Linked DNA regions of Callithrix jacchus: region 2 is linked to region 1. Evidence: chromatin contacts called from public Hi-C data. All regions are on one chromosome and are shown on one strand. The core of a region is the stretch at or near the end of the contact, and the rest is flanking DNA. Distances in the headings are between cores, read along the strand shown.

Region 1 (4,536 bases), core at 867-3,366:
CAGAGGAGAGAAATCCTTCTCTTGAAAGCCTGGGGCATCTGACCAGCCCTGGGTTGCATGTGGGTGTGTGCTGTGTGCCCGTGTTCTCGTATGCTCACCGGAACAATGCTGGTGGCATCCAGCATGTGATCTGATCTGATCTAAGGCAGAACCAGACCTGACGCTTTTAGAACGGTCAGGAGGAACCCGAGAATAGGGAGGCTCCAGCCCGTCCTGGCATCATCTCCGGCCCCCGTCTCACACCCAGCATTCCAGATCTGCCTGGAGTCTGGCTGTCCCGGAACATACAAGGCCTTTTCTTGCTCCTTAGTCATTCACGTCCTACTCCCATGGTCTAGAATGTTCTCCCTACCTCTTGATAAAAATCGAGATCAAACGGTTCTTTCAGGAAGCCTTCTCTGACGCCTCTAATGGGGTTCCTGCCCCAACCTCTGCCTCTCGAGCACCCCCTAACACACCCCATCCATGTCAGGTGTCCACACTTCGGTGTCTGCTTTGGGTCCTCAGCCAGACTGAATCCCAGGGGGCGGGAGCTACTGATGACCTCTTCCTTCCTGAAACCTGAATGGGCCTGGCCCAGGCCACATCCTCAGCAGACAGGGACAAACACAGGGATGTGGGAGGGTGCTGTGGTCGGGGCAGGGGGATGCCTGAAATGCTCATGATGGGAACTGACGCTCATCTACAATGGGGTGATGCCCTGGGAATTTCTGCCTGCCTCCCCTTTCACTGCACCTCCCCGACTCCATGCTGCCTCCGTGATCTGCCTGGTGGGACCCCCTTCCTTCCCCAGGGGAGCAGGAAGAGCAGCCCCGAGGCCCTGCTGGACCAGGCTGAGCCTCAGCAAGGCTGGGAGGCAGATTCGACCACACGGCCACTCACTCTGCTTGCTGAGCACTGAGGGGTCTTCGGGCTTCTCAGGGGTTGTATCGCCTTCATCTGGAATCTTGTTGGTGAAGCTGCTGGACACGTAGAGCTTGCTGGTGTCCAGCGTGGCCTTGCTGAAGGGTGACATGGCCGAGTACATGCTGGTGTAACCGTTGGCGTTGCAGCTGAGGGCGGCCAGGTCCAGGGCCTTGCCGCCGGTGATGATGGGGATGTTCAGGGAGAGCTTCCGCCGGCGGCTGGGTGACGACGTCTTGGTGATGGACAGGGGTGGTGGCGAGGAGAACTTGCGGGTGGCGCGCGGGGACTTGGGGGGGTCACCGTACAGAAGCTTGTTGTTCTGGCCGCTGGCAAACAGGAGCTCCAGCGACCTGTGGGGAGGGTGGGGTGAAAATGACAGTCAGCGTGGGCCTGCCTGCTTGCTTGGGCCTGGGGGCTGTCTCCTGTGGGGCGCGGGGTGGCAGCAACAACTCCCTCATTCTCATGATCCCTGAAACCCAAACCTGAGCTGATCCTCTGAGCAGGGACCATGTGATTCAATGGCCTGGGGCCAAGGGTTCTGCTCTGGATGGTTTGGGAAAGGATGTGGGGATTTTATGCTCCCCGCACCACCCCTTCAGGGCAGCAGCAGCAGCATCTGTCCTGAAGTACTGAGGGTCCCCTGACCTGCAGACTGTGCAAAACCTCCCTCCATCCCACACAGGGTCTGCGCCCGCCTACACACTCTGACCTCATCCTTGGAGAGGTCCTCAGGCATGTTTTGCAGAATGAGGAAGCTGAGGCTGAGAGACAGGAAATGACTCATCTGATGCCTCCTGCTCTAAACCCAGGGTCCTTTCCACCTGCCACCGGGCTTGAGCGGCCCTACATGTAAACTTTGGGGAAGGGGATGCTGAAAGTGGCCCCTACCATCCTCATGACAGGGCTCCACCTCTGGCCAGGCTGGAAACAGCTAATACATCCAGAACATTGCAAAACACAGCTTGCTCCTCCAGGCTGTCTGCTCCACGCTGACACAGGACAGGTTTATCTCTGAACCCTCACTGTTGCCTCAGGATGTGGCATTCTTATTCCCATGTCACAGACAGGAAACTGAGGCTCAGAGAGGTTAAAGGACTTGGCCAGGGCCGCAGGGTTGGGGAGCTGGCTCTGAAGCTGCCTCTGTTCTGCGGGGCACTGCCGCTGGGACAGGAAGGGCACTGTCTGCTGGGCCCCTGGGAATGGTCTTGGTGGCTTTTAGGGAGTAGATCCTTCCTGGATGGGATGTTTTCTGCTTTCTCAGAGCCCTGGGAAGCTGATCACTGAGGTCCCGAAGTTTGGGGCAGAGAGGCGAGATGTGCCCTGACCCAGTGAGGCCTGAGGTGGGGGCAGGAGGAGGGAACAGAAGCGGGAACGGGTGTATTCTGGTTGCTGCTTTGCTCTAGCAGCAGAGGTGTGGTTTGGGGGAGGGGTGATGAGGCTCCTGGGGAGCCCTGGGGAGCCAGTGTGATTCAGGAACTCTGCTCCTGGCAGCCCTGGAGCTGACAGTCTGGTCTCAGGTGTTGCCTAGGGTGTTGGTGGGCGGGCAGGGAGGAAAACGGGGGCAGGGGGGAAGGGGGCGGTGCTGAGAGCCTTTGAGCCTCTGAGGGCTGGGATGGGCTGTTTACAACTGGGGTCTGGGTAGGTGGCATCTCAGAATAAGATAATCACCTGCCATTCCTGGATGGGCCCCTCCCAGAGCAGTGAGGCCCATCAGGGGCCTGAGCCAGACCCCTGAACTTGGCCTACTGAGGGGAAGCCTTGGCCAAGTCCTTCATCACATCATCCCTCACTCCCCCTCTGTTAAATGAGGATTGATAACGGTATTCCTGATGCATCTCACCTGGCGCTGCAGCCAGGGCTTTGCTTGATCTGACACTCCCTCCCCTAGTGACTTGCTTGGTACTGACCTTGGCCGGGTAAGATGGGTGTTCAGGAGTTAGAATGGTAATTTACCAGTCAGCAAAATCCTACCAACTTTGAAGTTCTGAGCCAGGCCCTGTGCGGTGGCCTCAGGCCTCCCTCCATGTGGCACAAAGTTTATGATCCATTTGCCCTTAGAATTCCCACCTGGCAGCGACCCTGGGTTCATGGTGATTCCACCAGGCCCCTTGAGGCCTGACCAGGGCTGGGGCAGGCACTGGAACACAGGTTAGTGCAGGGAGCGAGGATAGGAGGGAAAGTCTGTCTTGTCACCCAGACTCAGACAGGAGCAGTACTGAGACCGGGGCCCTGGGTTCAAACCCCACTCAGCCACTGACTCCTTGGAGGCCCGGGGAAGTCTCTGCGCCTTTCTGGGTCCCAGTTGTCTCAACGGCAGGGCTGAGCTGCCATGATGTCATTAGGAAAGATGGCCCTGAAGCCAGGCTAAGGTGGTCTGCATTCCTTATGTTGACTCACCCAAGAATGCCATCGTTTCTGAGTGGCCTAAGCAGAGCAGGGATGAGATTTCCTTCTCTCTTCCTTCTTTCCTCTCTACCTTTTATTTTATTTCTCCCTCTCCCTCTCTCCTTCTGTCCTCTCTCCCCTCCCCTCCCCTTTTTTTCTCTTTTTTTTTTGAGATGGAGTCTTGCTGTTGCCAGGTTGCTTTGCAGTGGTGTGATCTCGGCTTACTGCAACCTCTGCCTCTGGGTTCAAGCAATTCTCCTGCCTCAGCCTCCCCAGTAGCTGGGACTACAGGCACATGCTACCATGCCAACTTAATTTTTGTATTTTTAGTAGAAATGGGGTTTCACCATGTTGGCCAGGATGGTCTCGATCTCTTGACCTTGTGATCTGCCCATTGGCCTCCCAAGGTGCTGGGATTACAGGTGTGAGCCACCGTGCCCAGACTTTCTTCCTCTTTTTTTCACCAAAGGAAGCCCTGTCCTTTGGTGAGGGTGGGACCCTATGCTTCTAGGAACAGGGTTAAGATGTGAGAGCCCCCTCCCTACTCCAGGATCCTGGCAGGTGGAGATGAAAGAAGCTGATACTGAGCAGTAGCAGCAGGCAGGTGAGCTATCCCTGCCTCTTGCAGAGGGAGGCTTGGTTCCTGGGGAGAGGGGCCGATGGCAGTGTGTGTCCCACAGCACCCCAACACGTGTTACTGCTGCTACTCCAGGGACCTCCCAGGCCACCCCTGCACCCCGTGCAAACTCAGTTTTCCTCCCAGGGTTGGAAGCTCTGCGGGCGTGGGAAGAGGAGGGCACCTCAGCCACCTGGCAGGGATGGCACTGATAGGCTTCTTGTAGATGGTGATGAGCTTGTCCAGGACCACGATGGCAGTGGTGAAGACACGGTAGGAGTGCAGGAAGGTGTTGAGGAAGTCGATGCTCAGGAAGCGCAGGTCCGTCAGCCTCTCCAGCAGCCGCTCCACGCTGGCATAGCGGATCTGCAGCACTTTGCAGGAGTTCATGGTTTTGCTGAAGCGAATGTCAACATCATCACAATATAAGGAGGCGTCGGACCTGAGAGGGGCGGAAGGACGCAGAGGTGACGCGGCTCCAAAGGCATCTGATCGGCACCCGCCAGGCCTGCTCATCACCATCCCCCATACACTGACAGCCCAGGACCGTCTTACTAAGAGAACAAGGAAGCTTGGGAAGGATGACATTGAAGGAGGGCTACAACTTCTCCTTCCCAATATCCTAAAAA
Region 2 (4,536 bases), core at 1,464-3,963, 77 kb before region 1:
CGGGAGGGGTTCAGGAAGCAGGGGCAGCCAGGGAAGGTGAGAGGGGGCAAAGGCTGCTGGGTCCGAGCCCCTGGCCTATAGGTGTGCACACACAAGCAGAGCGTGGGGTTACATGGTGGTGTATGGGATGGGGGAGACAGGCCCAGCCAGAGACCCTGTCCCCACCTGTCCTCAACCCAGGGCCCTCAGGGCCTCACCAGACTTGCTGTGCACTCTCCCTCCTTCCTACACAGAGGTGGGGACTGGGCCAGTTCATTTGGATACCTCAGCCCTCTTTTGGGGGCAAGGGGATGGATACATAGGTCCCGGCTCTTCCCTCAAGAAGACAACTGGGGCTGCTGGGAAGGGTGTAGCTCCTAGGCAGATACCCACCAGGCAGGGATTCTTTCTGAATCCTTCCTCAGGGAAGGCTCCAGGCTGTCAAGCTAAGGACCACCCAGATCCACCTGGGAATGAGCCCTTGAGCCTGTTCCTTAACAAACTCAGATCCTTCCCGGGGAAGCATCAGTTGAAATTCTTATGCCAGATGTCCACAAGGCTGGCGCATCTGGGTCTGCCTGAATCAGCGCCCATAGCCAATGCCCCAGGGAGACCAACAGTCAGGCCTGCTCTGCAGCAGGCTGGGGTGTCTCCTCTGCAGGAGGGGGCCCGCGATCTGATTTCTTACCAAGGACAGCATCTTCCCAGTTGCAATGGCGATCGCAGACTCCAGGGCCCCCGTGGTGGAGAAAGTCCAGCAACTGCCGCAGGCACCCTGGAAAGACCAGGGGAGGGCTGAAGATGTGAGTGACAGGAACACCGTGGGACAGCCCTGCCAGAGTCCCAGAGTCTCCACGTGCCTTGACAGTTTACAAAGCCCTATTCCAAATTGGTGCGTTCTGAGGCTCACAAGTCCTGAGAGGCTTGCAAAGGAGCAGAAGCAGCAGGCGGCCTCTGACCAGCGCCTGTGGACTCCCAATCCCTGCCCCTTGGTGGCCAATCTCCACTGTCCTACGAGGACCTGAACACCACCCCATTCTGCAGTCTTCTGGCCCTCCTCCTGCTCGATCTTCAGCTGGCTCCTCTTCTCCCCACTGTTCCCTGCAGAAGGATGCCCCAAAGTTCCGTTTGTAGAACCTTCTCTCACTTTTCCACCTCGAGTCTCACTCCGTCCACAGTCCTGTTAAACTAACAGCTCCCTCAACCCTAGCCTCAGTGCTGACCTCCACTCAGTCTCAGACATTCAACTCACTGCCAGACGACGCCACTCAGGCAGCCCTGATACCCCAGACTCTGGGGGACCCGCCCTGTCCACCTTCTGATAGTCCATTGCTGCTGCCCAGCCCCCTTATTCACACCTCCAGAATAAGATGAGGGATGGGGTTGGGGGCTGTAGCCGGCCTGCCTGGGTCACATTCCAGCTCTGCTATACACCAGGTGGGTGACCTGGGCCAGTCACTTCCCCTCTTGAAGCCTTGACTTCAGTGCTTGTAAAGTGGGAATGGCCAGGGCTGGTGATGGTGGGACATTCGCAGCGTTAGGTCAGGTCCTGCTGGTCAGGCAGTCCCCCGGGGACACAGTGCTGGCGGCTGCTGTTAGAATTTCTCTCAGGCTCATCTGTTTCCTCACCTGTTTGGATCTATCTCCATCTTGTACTTGTGAAATGTCTCCAGGCCCCCTTCCTGCCTCCCATATCATCACCCCAGGTTCACGCTGATCTCCCCCAGTCTCTTCCTTCACATCCCTCTCCAGCTGGTGAAAGGAGGGGTGAGACCGTGCTCACTGCTGAAAGAGGCGGGTGGGCTGAGCCTCGGGTGCTGGACTTGGGGTAGGGGCCTGGTTTTGAGTCTCCATCGTCAGTTACTGACCTTGGATCTCAGGCAAACCTCCCTTCCTCTCAGGCTACCCCTCCATCAAGACAGAAACTCTCAAGGGGGCTGCTGAGCTGATGGATGCTGTGGGGGCTGCGTTCCGTCCCTGTCCCCACACAGCGGCCACAGTAAGAGATGGCACACATCTGCGACAGGAAGCACCTCGTTCCACCCCCACCCAGCTGGCTTGGTCCTGCCTGATGGCCCGGGAGCAGTTAATAGGAGGCCCTGGAGAATTCCTGCTGGACCTCCCCTTCCCACCTGTCCAAGTGTGAGCAGGTTGAGGTTCCCACCCTACTATGTGATGCTCTCAACTGTCCTTCGGTTCTCAGAGGGTCTAAAAGCAGCCTTAGGGCCACAGGGGCAAAGGCAGCCTTCTACCCTGCCTCCTGCTGCAAGGGGAGTTTTGCTTTGGCTCTTGGGTGCTAGTTAAACATCCAACACTTGGCAGGCTCCAGGAATGCTATGAGCCTGGGAGGATTCAAAGCTATGCTGTGTGGCTTTTTGGAAAGTGAAAAAACATTGCTCACAGAGAATTTCGATGGAAAGCCAGGAGTTTCCAGGAAGGAAACCTTTCCCTCATATTTCCTGGACTCCCGAGATCCGTGTTTTTCTAAAGAAGGCCGAGACACATTCACTGCTAGGGGAGGGAGGGGCCACAGCAGGCAAGGAGAACAGCGGGGACAGGGTCCAAACTCTCCAGGACAAGCCTGCGCTGAGACCCTCCAGCTCCCCCATGGAGGAAGGTGGAGCGTCTCACCTTGCCAAGGCCACTGTGCCCTGCAGGGGCGCTGTGCCACACAGCGTGGGCCACGGATGCCAGCCTCTACTCTGAGAAGCTCATTGATGCAGGAGACTTGGACTAACCAGAGGGTGGCGGCCACTCAGTGCAGGGGCTGGACCCCGGTGGCTCGGAGAGGATGGAGGCGGGAAGAGGAGATGCATGGGGTTCTCGGATGGGCAAGGGAACATAATGTTTTGGATGGCTCTGTGGGAGAGGCCTGGGATTTCCCCGGGAAATCTGGGGTACGGGGAAGGAAACTCAAGGTGGGTGCTGGAAGGATGGGAGTTCACTTTAGCCCAATAAAGAGGAGCTTTTGCATCCTCCAGAGCGGCTCAGAGAAGTGGCGACCTCCCCAGCCTTTCAAAGGAAGAGGGCTGGAGGGAAGCAGAGGGAAAACAGGCAGGGAGGTGCTTGTAGTGGTTCTGTGGACCTTTTGAGTGGCTCTTCCTGGTGTATTGTCTGGGAGTGTGGCTGTTTTCGGGGAGAGGATGGAGATTGCCAGGCATACCTGATTTTTCACGGGTGAGACAAAATGTCCCTTTTTCCGCCAGTCCACGGAAGGTGGGTAGGGACCAGTACCTCGGAGGTAGTTACTTTTGGTGGCTGAGCAATTCTGGAACAACCAAACACATTATTTCCAGGAAAAAAACCAAAACCCAAACTGAAAACCTTTCTGACAGCAACAAGAATAACTATAAAGATGGAAACGCCAAGAGAGAATGAGGAAGGCTGCAGCTGTCAGAGCCTTCCCTCTCTTGTCTACGGGTCCCAAATGCTAAATGGCATCTCCCCTTGAGGGTCCAGAGCATTAGCATAGCATAGATGGACGTAGCAAATAAAAATACAGCTCACCTAGTTAAATGTGAATTTCAGGTAAACAATGAATAACGGCCGGGTGTGGTGGCTCACGCCTATAACCCCAGCACTTTGGGAGGCTGAGGCGGGTGGATCACGAGGTCAAGAGATCGAGACCATCCTGGTCAACATGGTGAAACCCCGTCTCTACTAAAAATACAAAAATTAGCTGGGCATGGTGGCACGCTCCTGTAGTCCCAGCTACTCGGGAGGCTGAGGCAGGAGAATTGCTTGAACCCAGGAGGTGGAGGTTGCAGTGAGCCGAGATTGCGCCATTGCACTCCAGCCTGGGTAACAAGAGCAAAACTCCGTCTCAAAAAAAAAAAAAAAAAAAAGATTCAGATTTGGTTGCAATGAAATTATACCTACCTGAGGTTCTGACCAAAGGTACTTGCGTTTTATTTCAGCAAAGCTCATGTCTGAAAATTGGTTCACTGCCACTGAAAAAAGAGAAGGAGAAAATAAAAACAAAAACAGAGACAGTGAGTGACTCACTAATGAAGAAATAAGAAACAATGATGAAAGCTCCTGTTTACCTGTGTCCTCCCACTGCGACTCATCTCCTTTAAATTTCTGTATTTAATATAATTCAGTTCACTGAGGTCAGCCCTCACGGTGCTTCTAAAACACCTGGGGAGCTTCTCAATGGTATAGATGTCTGGGCCGCACTCCAGAGATGCTAATACAGTTGGTCTCGGGTGGGGCCTGGGCACTCACTTTTTTAGATACCCCCCTGGTGAGTCTGGTAGATGGCTAGGTAAAGAACCATTTCACCAGTGCCGGGGCCTTCCTGCCTGCTGCCTAATTCGGTCTCCACACAGTCCTGGGACGGGGTGTGTAATCATGTTTGCCTTTTTTTCTTTTCTTTTTTTAAAGACCGAGTCTTGCTCTGTCTCCAAGGCTGGAGTTGCAGTGGTGCGATCTCAGCTCACTGTAACCTCTGCCTCTCAGGTTCAAGCGATTCTCCTGTCTCATCCTCCTGAGAAGCTGGGATTACAGGTGACCGCAACCACACCTGGCTAAGTTTTGTATTTTTAGTAGAGATGG

What was found. Hi-C and Micro-C count contacts between places; a contact is called where the count stands out from the background.
Region 2: a Hi-C map of induced pluripotent stem cells shows a contact between it and region 1, with 1.9 times the contacts expected there. The contact joins two enhancer-like sites. A contact is called at or near these places in 2 of 3 Hi-C or Micro-C datasets (induced pluripotent stem cells and skeletal muscle).

What each region holds. Positions count from the first base shown.
Region 1 is chr6:29,072,346-29,076,881 of calJac240_pri, reverse strand. RASGRF1 (Ras protein specific guanine nucleotide releasing factor 1) reads right to left here. Exons shown (of 27, transcript XM_035304032.3): 14 at 4,092-4,349; 15 at 883-1,256. Among named protein-coding and RNA genes, the nearest start is that of CTSH, 68 kb to the left of the region's middle. Within about 2 kb of position 2,116, at least 4 of the 16 cell types and tissues checked have an H3K27ac peak or open chromatin away from gene starts, as enhancers often do.
Region 2 is chr6:29,150,293-29,154,828 of calJac240_pri, reverse strand. It overlaps CTSH (cathepsin H), which reads right to left. Exons shown (of 12, transcript XM_002753365.4): 4 at 3,859-3,929; 5 at 3,143-3,247; 6 at 668-754. Among named protein-coding and RNA genes, the nearest start is that of CTSH, 10 kb to the right of the region's middle. Within about 2 kb of position 2,713, at least 3 of the 16 cell types and tissues checked have an H3K27ac peak or open chromatin away from gene starts, as enhancers often do.